Regions from separate parts of the Sus scrofa genome. Here regions 1 and 3 are each linked to region 2. A link is a contact called in public HiChIP or PLAC-seq and promoter capture Hi-C data. All regions are on one chromosome and are shown on one strand. The core of a region is the stretch at or near the end of the contact, and the rest is flanking DNA. Distances in the headings are between cores, read along the strand shown.

What was found. Promoter capture Hi-C pulls out the DNA fragments that hold promoters and counts their contacts. HiChIP or PLAC-seq counts read pairs in DNA pulled down with a chosen protein or histone mark.
Region 1: an H3K27ac HiChIP or PLAC-seq map of alveolar macrophages shows a contact between it and region 2. The contact joins the promoter of SPP1 here to the promoter of PIGY in region 2. A contact is called at or near these places in 1 of 5 promoter capture datasets (fetal liver) and 1 of 2 datasets of contacts at active chromatin or transcription factors (alveolar macrophages).
Region 3: a promoter capture Hi-C map of liver shows a contact between it and region 2, with 7 times the contacts expected there. The contact joins the promoter of TIGD2 here to the promoter of PIGY in region 2. A contact is called at or near these places in 1 of 5 promoter capture datasets (liver) and 2 of 2 datasets of contacts at active chromatin or transcription factors (alveolar macrophages and skeletal muscle).

What each region holds. Positions count from the first base shown.
Region 1 is chr8:131,082,957-131,086,838 of Sscrofa11.1, reverse strand. It overlaps SPP1 (secreted phosphoprotein 1), which reads left to right and starts at 1,575. Exons shown (of 7, transcript NM_214023.1): 1 at 1,575-1,658; 2 at 2,806-2,872; 3 at 2,985-3,023. The coding sequence starts at 2,819.
Region 2 is chr8:130,525,572-130,529,341 of Sscrofa11.1, reverse strand. PIGY (phosphatidylinositol glycan anchor biosynthesis class Y) reads right to left here and starts at 1,771. Exons shown (of 2, transcript NM_001271967.1): 1 at 1,497-1,771; 2 at 1-398. The coding sequence starts at 167. PYURF (PIGY upstream reading frame) reads right to left here and starts at 1,771. Exons shown (of 2, transcript NM_001271968.1): 1 at 1,497-1,771; 2 at 1-398. The coding sequence starts at 1,699. The coding sequence ends at 257.
Region 3 is chr8:129,996,484-130,000,258 of Sscrofa11.1, reverse strand. TIGD2 (tigger transposable element-derived protein 2) reads left to right here and starts at 2,004. Exons shown (of 3, transcript XM_021101764.1): 1 at 2,004-2,351; 2 at 2,533-2,747; 3 at 3,397-3,775. The coding sequence starts at 3,434.

The DNA.
Region 1 (3,882 bases), core at 326-2,825, 560 kb before region 2:
CATCTCCAGTTTTCTTTCAAACACTTTTTCAATACCCAGTAAAGTTTTTTAATATAAAATTTTATATTTAATTTTCATTTAAGTAACCAACTTTATATATCCTGGGAAAAAACACTAGAAAAAGACAGTTCAGAAACCTAATCCATTCCCGCAGATGTGTGCCAATTAGCCTGTTGATGTGCACAGTTTAAAAATGCTACATCTGGAGTTCCCATTTGTGGCTCAGCGATAATGCATCTGACTACTATCCATGAGGACACAGGTTCGATCTCTGGCCTCCATCAGTGGGTTAAGGATTCAGCATTGCTATGACCTATGGTGTAGTTCGCAGACATGGCTCCAATCTGGCGTGGCTGTGGCTGTGGTGCAGGCCAGCAGGTGCAGCTCCGATTCAACCCCTAGCCTGGGAACTTCCATGTGAAGCATGTGCAGCCCTTAAAAAAAAAACAACCAAAAAACCTTACATCTGGTCGCATTTTAATAGCCTATTCCATTTAAAGATTCACAAATCATGACTACCTGTTCCTCCTAAAAATTTTAATAATAATTAACACATTATACAGTTTAAAATATGCAAGGCATTTGCATATATGTGCCAAGTATCATTAGTTTTACACACACTAATTCACTTAAACCTCTCAAAACCTCCATGAACAAGGTAATAGCATGCATATTTGACAGATGAAGAAACTGGTATAGAAAGGCTCAGTGATTTGCCCAAAGTTACAGGGCTAATTAGCAGCAGGATGGCAGGCAAAGCCATGTCTTGTTTCTGAAGCATCACTTTCAAGCAGTAACCCTGCCCTCAGTCAGAAACTGCTTGACTTCTGCCACATTGAGAATAAATTACCATTCTTCTGTCTGACATAGCAATTATCAGATTCATCACCTCCAAACCATTCAAAAATCCATGTCCTTGAAAGGTCTCGGATTTACAATGGTAAATCCGATTTAATAGACATGAACGTGGATTTGAACGTGACCAATGCCACTTGTCTAAATGACAAGCTGCTGCACATTTGGAATCACAAAACAGAGCTTTAGTCGAAATGGAGAGAAGCTGGCAGAACTCTTTGTGTGCCTGAACAATATAGCCTTGTCGCCAGAAATAAGTACAACTGTAAGGCAAACTTGGTTGCATATATTACCTTAATCTGTTATTTCAACCAAAAGAAACAAAAATCCATCCTATTTAATTCTATTTAGGACTGATTTCTGTAATATTTTTTCTTCTAATTCAGAGTTAATATAGTCTTTGTAAGAACTAGTCATTTCTCTCCCCGCCCCCCGCTTTTTTAGGGGACCCAGAGATGCCCTTCCAGGATGCTGAGAGCCAATCCTATTCACGAAAAAGCTAGTTAATGACATTGTACATAAGTAATGTTTTAACTGCAGAGGGCGTGTGTGTGTGTGTGTGTGTGTGTGTGTGTTGTAACCACAAAACCAGAGGGGGAAGTGTGGGAGCAAGTGGGTTGGGCAGTGGCACAAACCTCATGACACATCTCTCCGCCCCCTGTGTTGGTGGCGGATGTCTGGTGCAGCCTTTAAATTCAGGGGAGGTCCAGGCTGTCAGCAGCGAGCGGAGGCCAGAGGGCAGCACTGACAGCCGCATCAGCATTGCTCCCGGGACTGGACTCTTCGCGGGGCTGCAGACCAAGGTAAGCCTACAGCCCGCTGATGGTTGCTGTCGTAGGTAGGCACTGTTTCATTTCACGGGGAAGGTCAAGTTGTCAGGAGAAGGGTTTAACCGCAAACGCTGGTAATCAGACTTAAAATTGTTCTAAGAGTCTTTCCAACAAGCATGTCAGATCCAGGGCAGATCTCCTGCGGGAAAGGTGACTGGCTATTTTGAAAGACAGTCAAATATAAAACTTAAAAATATGTCCACGGAGTCCTCAAAAGAATTATAACTACTTCTTGCCATCAGAAAAAAAATAAAATTCTATGCCTATGTATTATATGTAGCTACGATGGTATCTGCATCATTTTAAATGGACAGTTGATGGTGGAGACATTTAGAAGGAAAATAATATTTAGTGGTAATGTTAAGCTGGTGATAATGCTAATTTTTAATGACTTGACTTACCTGTTTTCAAGGGAAAGAAACCCTTTCTGAATATTTTCACCCCTGTATTTAGCTGTTAACATTTTCACCAAAATACCCACATGACATTATGAAGACTTACAAATAGAAAGGCTGTGAACTGCTCTCAGTGTTTAATTTTTCATTTCAAATTTTAGAACACCTTACTTAAATTACTAACTCTAGAGACAGCTTCATTTCACTTAAGTAGCACCTTTTAAATAATTTAAGCTGAAAAATCGCCCTTGAAATGCATGCTGGAAAATGGAGACAGCAAGTTTCTTTCTCTCTTTCCTTTTATTTTCCCTCTTTCTCTTTGTATTTTTCGTCTTTGAAAAAAAATGTGTTCCCCTTCTAGCTTATTATTTTAATTAAATTACTGTTGATCTGTTTTTAGGTTTAGATGGCTGGAGATATCGGGTAGTGATGGCATATCTCTGAAACTCTACATTTTAAAGGGGACTAAATAAGACTTGTATGTAATCCCCCTCTCTCTTGCCTAACAGTAAGAGATGGAAAATAGAGGTGCCCTAACAAATATTAACTCAAAGGATCATAAAATTAAAAAGAAAAAATTTTTCTCTAAGTAGTAGAGAGTATTTCTATAGGAAAAAAATATATATATATATTTTTCGTGATTATTTTGTAATGTGGTGGCTTGAAAAGATGTCATTGTTTTAACCTAGGAGAAGATCAAATATTTCTTACAAAGTATTTTGCAGGAAAATCATTACCATGAGAATTGCAGTGATAGCCTTCTGCCTCTGGGGCTTCGCCTCTGCCCTTCCAGTGAGTACAGCTGAATCTTAAACAGAATTCCCCCAAATAAATGAATTGTGTGCTTCAGTGTGCCAGGAACTCATTCTCACTGTAATCTTTCTTCCCATGTTCTATTTCAAAGGTTAAACAGACTAATTCTGGCAGCTCGGAGGAAAAGCTGGTGAGTATCTTTAAGGTTTATCATCTGGTTAAATTGTCGATGCCACTGGTGCAAGATATACTACAAACATACGGCAATTTTACTTATTTCATAGTTAAACAAAATAAGTTAGAAGTATGTATTGAATGCCTGCTACGGTTCTAGGCCAGTACCACGCACAGGATTGCTTTTAATTACTGTCATCTCCTAAAACCAAACTAAATATTTTAATAGAATAAAATCTTGCTCTGGGCCATTATCATTTACGTAAAATGAGTTCTATGAACTTGTGTGGTTTTTTGTTCCCATGAGTCAACACACTGTTCCAGTAGCACGAAATTCCATCTTTTGCTGTACTTGGGGGCAGGTCAAGTTTAAAATTCACCTCACACATTGGTGAGTTGGTATAACCAGAACAGTCCCAAGAGCTCCTAAGATATTTGCTGAGAAGGCCATCATAAAAAGAAAATCTATAGGCAGCAAGGTCCTACTGCAGAGCAAAGGGAACTATATCCAATCTCCTGGGATAGACCATGATGGAAAATCATATTTTAAAAGAATTTACTGAGTCCTTTGCAGTACAGCAGAAATTGGCACAACATCATAAACCAACTATACATTAATTTTTTAAAGAGAACAAAAGGAATGATATAAAATTTCTATTGATTATAGGGAAAAAAGGAAGTCTATTTATGCTGTTTATATCCGCTGTGCTTGTCAGATGACTTCAGATCACATTTTTCTCACCAGGCATAAAACCAAGGCAAACTCTTGATTACAATGATTTGTAGCGCCATTGATGTACTGCCCCTCCCACCAGAGGGGAAACCGTGCCAGCCAGGCAACAGGCGGGCATTGTCCCAGGGAGCTTGGACAAAAA
Region 2 (3,770 bases), core at 522-3,021:
AACACGTAAACGGGGATGGTGATGGGCAGGAGCAGACTGTAGAAGCACAGGCTGGCTGTGCTGGTGCAGCCCTGGGGGAAGCTCTCTTCCACGGAGGCGGAGTACAGCAGTCCTCCCAGAGAGACCAGGGGGACAAGGACAGTCAGCGTGGGAAGAGACAGAAACATTCTTCTCTCCCACCCACCACCCGCCACGCTGGCTTCTTCGAAGGTGGATGGTGTTTAGAAAATTTCCTTGTGTTGTGTTTACGTATGACCTAGTGCTGCTTCATTTCTTCTTGCTTCTTATTTTGATGTGTCATCCTAGCTGCCTGTGGTATCATATTAGGAATCCCGTCAATAATCGGATAGGCTATTCCCAGCTCTTCATTAATCAATTCATTTGTCGATGGTTCATATCTGAGGGGCAGAAGAAAACCAAAATGAATCCCGGAAGAGTCTGAGGTTCAATAAACAGTAACATTTATCCAATTCTTCACACAGTTAGAGCCAGAAAAGCAGAATTAGACTGTTTTTCATTCTAAAAGCAGCAGTAGCCAATTCAACCATTTCTCTTAGAAAAGGAATCTCTAATTGTTCCCATTTTAGTCTGTTTCTCTCATTTTCTTTTTCACGTTATTCTTAAGCTATGCCTTAGTGGAAAAAAAAAAAGAAAAGATCTCTCCTTTTCATCCAAATATTCCTTCATGACTCTTTTAAACCCTCAAACGATCCCAGCTAATTTACTACTGGAACAGACACGAGAGGAAAATTCAGCTTCTTCGCTTATCAGAACACCTGCCTCACTGATCCATGAGAAGGAAACCACGGAAGCAGCAATCTACCACCCAAAGGCAGCCACTGATGACACTGCGGTGTTTGCTAGTATTGTCCACGTTCAGGTTTAGCAGCCTGCAACTGCAGAGATGTTTATCCTAAAGAGTCTAGGTGAAAGGTTAAGAAGGCCTTTACAGAACCGGCTGGTCGAGAACTAAAAACCAAAGGGCCGCACACGTAGCTGATGCGCTTAAGATCCTACCCGGCGTTTTCGCAACAATCTGGAAGCTATCACATTTTTCATCGCCTTGCCTTAAAAATCTGAATGCCATGGATTAGTCTTCCGAATCCCGAGTTCATAACCCTGGCTGTACAGGAAGATCACTTGGGATCCTTTCAAGAAAATACGCAGTTGCTCTGGCTCGGCCCCAAGGCCTTCGGATTGAGCCCGGGTGGGGCGTTGCCTAGAGATCTGCGTTTTAAGAAGGATTCCCCCGAGATTCTAAAACGCTGCCGGCGGAGAAGCTGCCCGCCAGGATCCAGGCCTGCGAGTGGCCGGTTTGGTCCGGGAGGCCTGGGGCTCGGCTGGGGCCTCCTCCCGCCCTTCCCGCGGCGGAGCGAGTACCCGGGAAGCTGGCGGGCCCGGGTCCAAAACATGGCAGCGAAGAACACCCGGGTGACCTGAACGTCTCCCCGGCGACAGGGGGCCACCAGGGAAAAGCCGCAGCGGACGAATCTTACCTGAGCGGCTTCTTGGACAGCGGGCACACCAAGAACTCCAGCAGCGCCGGGTCGAAGGCGCGTGGCGGTTTCCCCTCCTTCTTGTTCTCGTCCGCGGACGGCCGCGAGCCCGAAGCGTGCAGGCACCTCCTGGCGACCGCGGACGGCGGCGCGCGTGTCCCTCGCAGCGCTAAGGCGAGCCGACCGCGCGCTCCGCTCAGCATGGTCTGGCCGCCGGCGCGCGGACCTCCGCACCCCCTGGGCCGCTCCGGCCGCTCCAGCCGATCCCGGGGAGTCCCGCCCAGGCGGCCAGGCCCCGCCCCCCGGTGCTCGGGAAACGCTGCCCCCGACGGCTGGAGGCCCGCTCTTTGGTTCCGAGGGCGCTCGGGACCCGACTGCTTTTCCCGCGGCACCGCTCGGTATGGAGAGCCCCGCCTGCAGCCTGGGCTTTCTGCGGCTCTTCCTGCCCGTTTGCAGGTTGCAGACAAAACCCACGCTCAAGTGGAGGCGTCCTGAGTTTTCACCAGGGCCTGTCGCAGGGCCTCCAGGAAGCCAGTGGCCGGACCTCAGAGTCACACAGTGATAGACTTGGACCTCCGTGGTTATCACCAAAAGGAGGTTTCCAACACACTGTCACACTGGGTATGTTAAAAAGCATTACTTGTTTTATGTGTATCTGTCAGTCTTTGCAGTACCACACTTCCTATAACCTTGTTTGGCTTTTTTTTTTTCTCCTTTCATTAAAAAAAATATAAGAACGGGAAAAGAATGGCTTAGTCCTCTTAAACTTAAGATGCCCAGTTTCTTACCCTGGGCTCAATGGCATAATAATAGCACCACTCATTTGCTTCTGTAAATGAGCTTGGAAACCGCAAGGAGTCTAAGTAACTGTGTCCTTTAATTAAGTGGGTGATCCACACAGTGGTTTTTTTCTCGCCCCGCATTTGCTTCTGACTCTCCCAGAAAATGATGCGGATTTGATCTCTTTCTTATAGTGTAGGAGGTAAGTGCCGGGGGTCCGGGCCTGACACCTTGGTCCCAGGTGCATCGTTTACTAGTTGTAGGGCTCCCGCAAATCTCCTAACTCCCCAGCTTTCTTTTCTTTTTCTTTTTTTTTTTTTTTTTTTTTTTTTTGTCTTTTTGCCATTTCTTGGGCCGCTCCCGCGGCATATGGAGGTTCCCGGGCTAGAGGTCGAATCGGAGCTGTAGCCGCCGGCCTACGCCAGAGCCACAGCCACGCGGGATCCGAGCCGCGTCTGCAACCTACACCACAGCTCACGGCAACGCCGGAACCTTGACCCACTGAGCAAGGGCAGGGACCAAACCCGCAACCTCATGGTTCCTAGTCGGATTCGTTAACCACTGCACCACGACGGGAACTCCCTCCCCAGCTTTCTTATCTGTGTAATTAGATTAATTATTGTTCCTACCTCATATAATTCCATCCTGGGGCTTAAAATGTGCTAATGAATGCAAAGAGTATTTAGAAAAATGCCTGTGGCAAATGAATGCTCAGTTAATGGCATATGTTGTCATTTTTATTTTCTCTATTCTTTGCAGCCCAGTATACTAGAAGATTCTTGGTTAGTCATCAAAATCCACCCCCTTTTTTTGTCCTTTTAGGGCCGCACCTGCAGCACATGAAAGTTCCCAAGCTAGATAGAGCTCAAATACGAGCTGCAGCTGCCAGCGTACACCAGAGCCACAGGAAAGCCAGATCTTAACCCATTGAGCGAGGTCAGGGATCAAACCCGCATCCTTATAGATACTAGTTGAGTTCGTAACCTGCTGAGCCACGAGGGGAACGTCCAAATTTTCTCGTTGTCTCGCTAAATATTGAATCTTTTCTTGCATCGTTGGGGCTTTACCACTTCACACTTTGAGCTCCTGGGAGGTGGGGATAGGAGTTGAGGGATATATAGATACACATACAAGATTGTATGTCCAAATTTCTCTTCCACTCAGCAGTGCAAAAGCAGAGGCAATTTGTGTTGTCTGTTCACTCTACTTTAAAAAATCTACTACATCATTGGATGCTCTTTGTTCACTAATGTGCAAAAGATTTCAGCCTGAGGCAGCTGTCAGGGATGTAGCCTCAAGAGGTCCCGTTGTTAAGTTCCTATGTTATTTCCCACTAGACCATAGTAGGAATTAATTTTTCAGGTGTAGTTAGTTGATACCTTGGGCTCTAGGGAAGGAGTGAGGTATAGGAAAGAGGGTTCAGCAAGGTATTGCAATGCAGAGCTTGACTTTGGCTAGCTCTGGTGGGCCAGGCCGGAACCCAGCCCCCAAGGT
Region 3 (3,775 bases), core at 755-3,254, 530 kb after region 2:
CTAACCCCGCCCCCAACTCCAATGTAAATCTGCTACAATTAGCAACCCTTCTCCCTCAACAAGGTCGATTTGATGAAATGATCTTGTGTCTTGGGTAAAGTCTTATGAAGAGTCTGCTAAATACAAGTGCCTCCTTGGAAGTGATGTTTTGAGAAAATCAGGAAATGTGGGCTGGGTTCCAGATGTCAACTTACACCAGGTGATGAAAAAAGAGCAGTTATAAGAGATAAGACACCCGACAAGCTGGAGCAATCAGCAGAAACGGAGAAATGAAACAAGTGGTGTCTGGATGGAAATTAAACCCCAGAGATAGTGGGGGAGAGAGATAAGAGGCAGAGTTCATTTTATTTAGATATCATGGGACCTGAGGGACCCTGGTAGGCTGGCGGCTGAGGGGGTAAACCTGGCAGCTAACTTCTAGCTACACCCTGTGTCTTTTGATTGGCAGTCAGTAAATGTCAGCTCTCTTCCCTTCTGAGGAATGAATAGCGTTTCCTAAGTCAGATACAATTGTTTTCACGCTTATTACAACTATCGGAGAAAAGAGGCAAACTACTAAAAGTGATATAAAACTAGCACAAAGTTGAACTTGATCCAAAATAGTCAACCAAGAACGAAAAGATCTACCTGCGGGTAAATCAGACATTTGTCCAAAACATCTGTGATTTCATCATGTTAACTAGGAGATTTCATCACGTCACATGGGAGAAAGCAGCGATTTTGAGGAAGGCAATTGAGCAGCCTGGGCGAGGAAGTCAGATGGAAACCGTAAAATCAACATCTTTTCTGCAGTAAGAATGATTGGAAACATCCTAGCAACAATGTGGGCTTTTCGTTTCATGTTAACGAAAAAGGTTAGACATTTATGTTCAGATAGCAGAGAAACTTAACTGAAGACTTCCGTTTTTTTTCAAAGTATACACACACACACAAAAGAAATAGACTAAAAGCGTTTCCTGGGTAAACAGGTGCTGCAGGATGAAGGTGCAGCCGCTCCCTTCCCCAGGGAAGTCTCCGAGGGTCCTGCAGGGAAGCGAGTCCGTGAACGCGGAGAAGGCACGTTCATCGCAGCGATTATTAGTGCACAGGTGCCTCCATTTGCTCCAGTGAAAATGCCAAAATAGAAACGTACTGTACCTTGGCTTGAAATCAAGGGGCTTTGTCAAACTGCAATTCCCTTACTACTACCTAGAAGCAGAGGGCGTGGAGGGGCGGCAAGAGAACCTCTCACAGGCTCTTGCGTCTCCCAGGTACAGCCAGCTTTACAGAGTCGCTTCTACAGAAACTGTGACTTGCAACCTCATCCCACCAGGGAAAAGAAACCCCAAACTCAATTTGACCGCCCCCAGCTGCGCCCCACCTAACTGGGTCTTGCCCCGATGGGTGTTGCGGAGTGTAAGCCCCAGGTTCTTTCCTGAACCCTGTCCCCACGAGGAACCAGCCTCCCTGTTTTCGGGCAGCAGCCGCGTCCGCTCGCTCCTACCGTGGTTCCTGACCCTTGCTCCGGCTCGTCCTGTCCCGGCCGGTGGGCTGGGGATTCCCGGGAGTCGGCGCTGGAAGACGCGGACGCCCTGACGGCTATTTGTAAACACGCTCCACGTGCGCTCGCCCTGCCCCATTCGCATCCCGCTTAAGGTACCTGAGGATGCGCAAGTCTCTCGTAAACCCTCCGAGAGTGCGTTTTTTTATTGCACCTGAGGGGGGAGGAAGCCTCGCGCAGAGAGCCGGGACTCTGGGAAAAGGACTAAGACAGGGTAAACGTGTACCGCCCCCTGCTGGCCGGCGAGGCAGTCTGCAAGCTGCAGACTCCCAGCCCTCCGCCGAACCCACGCGACGCCCAGAGACTCTGCAGCGGATGGCCCCGCCCCCGCCCCGCCCCCGCCCCCGCCCCGTCCCCGCCCCTCCCGCCGGCTCGCAGGAGACCCCGCCCCCGGGCCGCGCGCGCTCGCCCGCTCAGGCCCCGCCCCCCCACCGACGCAACGTTCCTGCGGGGGCGCGCGCGTGCCCCTTAATCCCCCGCCTTCCGGCTCCGGCGGCGACGCTCGCAGCCGGCCGCCGCCGCCGCGCCGCCAGTGTCAGCCTCCCCCGGGAGACTCCATTTGCTCCCAGGGCGGTCTGGCCGCCGCGAAGGCGGGCGGAGAGCGATGCCCCCGGCCCGCGGCCTGGCGTGCCCCGGGCCCAGCGCCCGCCCGCTCGCTGCCTGGCTGCGGCGGTGACAGCCTGGTCGCTGGCGTCCACGGAGGAATCCGGGCTCCCTCCCCGCGCGCGGAGACGTCCTGCGTTCCGGAGCCCGCCCTGCGGGGAGAGGCCCTCGCTAACGCGGCTGCTCCCTGCCCTCTTACTCTCAGGAGGTAGGCGATTCAGGTCCCGCTGCGCCCCGACACGCCAGAGAATCCTGAAAGCAGTACTGGCCGTCCTCAGCCGTCCTGTTAATAGGAGGCGGTCATTTTCTCGACCTAGTTGCAGGATAGATGTGGGTACTGCCACCGACCCTGATATTGAAAGAAAAATGTTTTTGGTATTTCCCTGTAGGTTTCCGAGGCTCCGAGTGCCTAGACAGCCCCCGACAGGAACTTGGCCCATCGAGGATCATCTTTCACCAGGATTATTGTAACATCTTCACTGAGCCTTCCCCCGCCTCCCCTCTGAGTCCTGATTTCTGCCAATGAAGTTTTCCGATGCTTTCTTTCACCATGGGACACCAGTTATTGTTCACCTTTTTCCGTTTCAGTTGCCCAACACATTAGGTAGACGTTTGTGTCGTGTTAAAGTACGAAGTTGCTGCCTGTCCACTTTCACCTCATTCGCACCGCTCCCGTCTGTCCAGCTTGCCTTATCTTGCTCGCCTACGATGTCCATAACTGCTCACTTGCGTAACCTATAGCATTCCTTTCCCGGAGAGGCAGCCTTCCATGCAGCGCACTGCCCGACAAAGACAGCAGCAGTCAGGGGGCCGAGCTTTCCCATTGCATCTTCCTATCTAAGTAAGTCTGCACCTCTCGTCTTAAGCTAGCCCGTTTCCCTAAATACCCCCGCCTAAGTCTTAGTTCCTTTGACCTGGAGCCTCACCTGTAACAAGGGCGAGAGGAATCCAGTTTGCAATAGGACTGTTGTAGAGCCCTTGCTGGTACCCTATTGGTTGCCATCTCTACGGAGATTACAGTTCATGAAAAGACCTTAAACTCAGCGAGGAGGAAGCGAGATAGAAGGTAGGATTAACGGGAGCTAGTCCTTGTGGAAGGACCTTTGTAAGTTTTGCCACAGCAGAGAGAAGAGACTTACCCAGGCCTTTGCCTGGAAATTGGCCAGTACCCTGTCCATCTAGGTTCCTGGGAGACGGGGAAGGGATCTTAAAACTCCATTTTCTTGTCTCCTTGTGTTCAAACTGTTGTTCAGTCTCCTGTTCCAGTAAATATAAAATCCTGGATGCAAAATGCTGGGGAAACGGAAGCGTGTGGTGTTGACAATTAAGGACAAGCTTGACATTATCAAGAAGCTTGAGGAAGGCATCTCTTTCAAAAAACTTTCTGTGGTGTATGGAATTGGTGAGTCCACAGTTCGTGATATTAAAAAGAACAAGGAAAGGATAATAAACTATGCAAACAGCTCAGATCCGACAAGTGGGGTCTCCAAACGGAAGTCGATGAAGTCGTCAACCTATGAGGAGCTTGACAGAGTTATGATCGAGTGGTTCAACCAACAGAAAATGGAGGGGATTCCGGTGTCTGGAACGATTTGCGCAAAACAAGCCAAGTTCTTTTTTGACGCTCTGGGG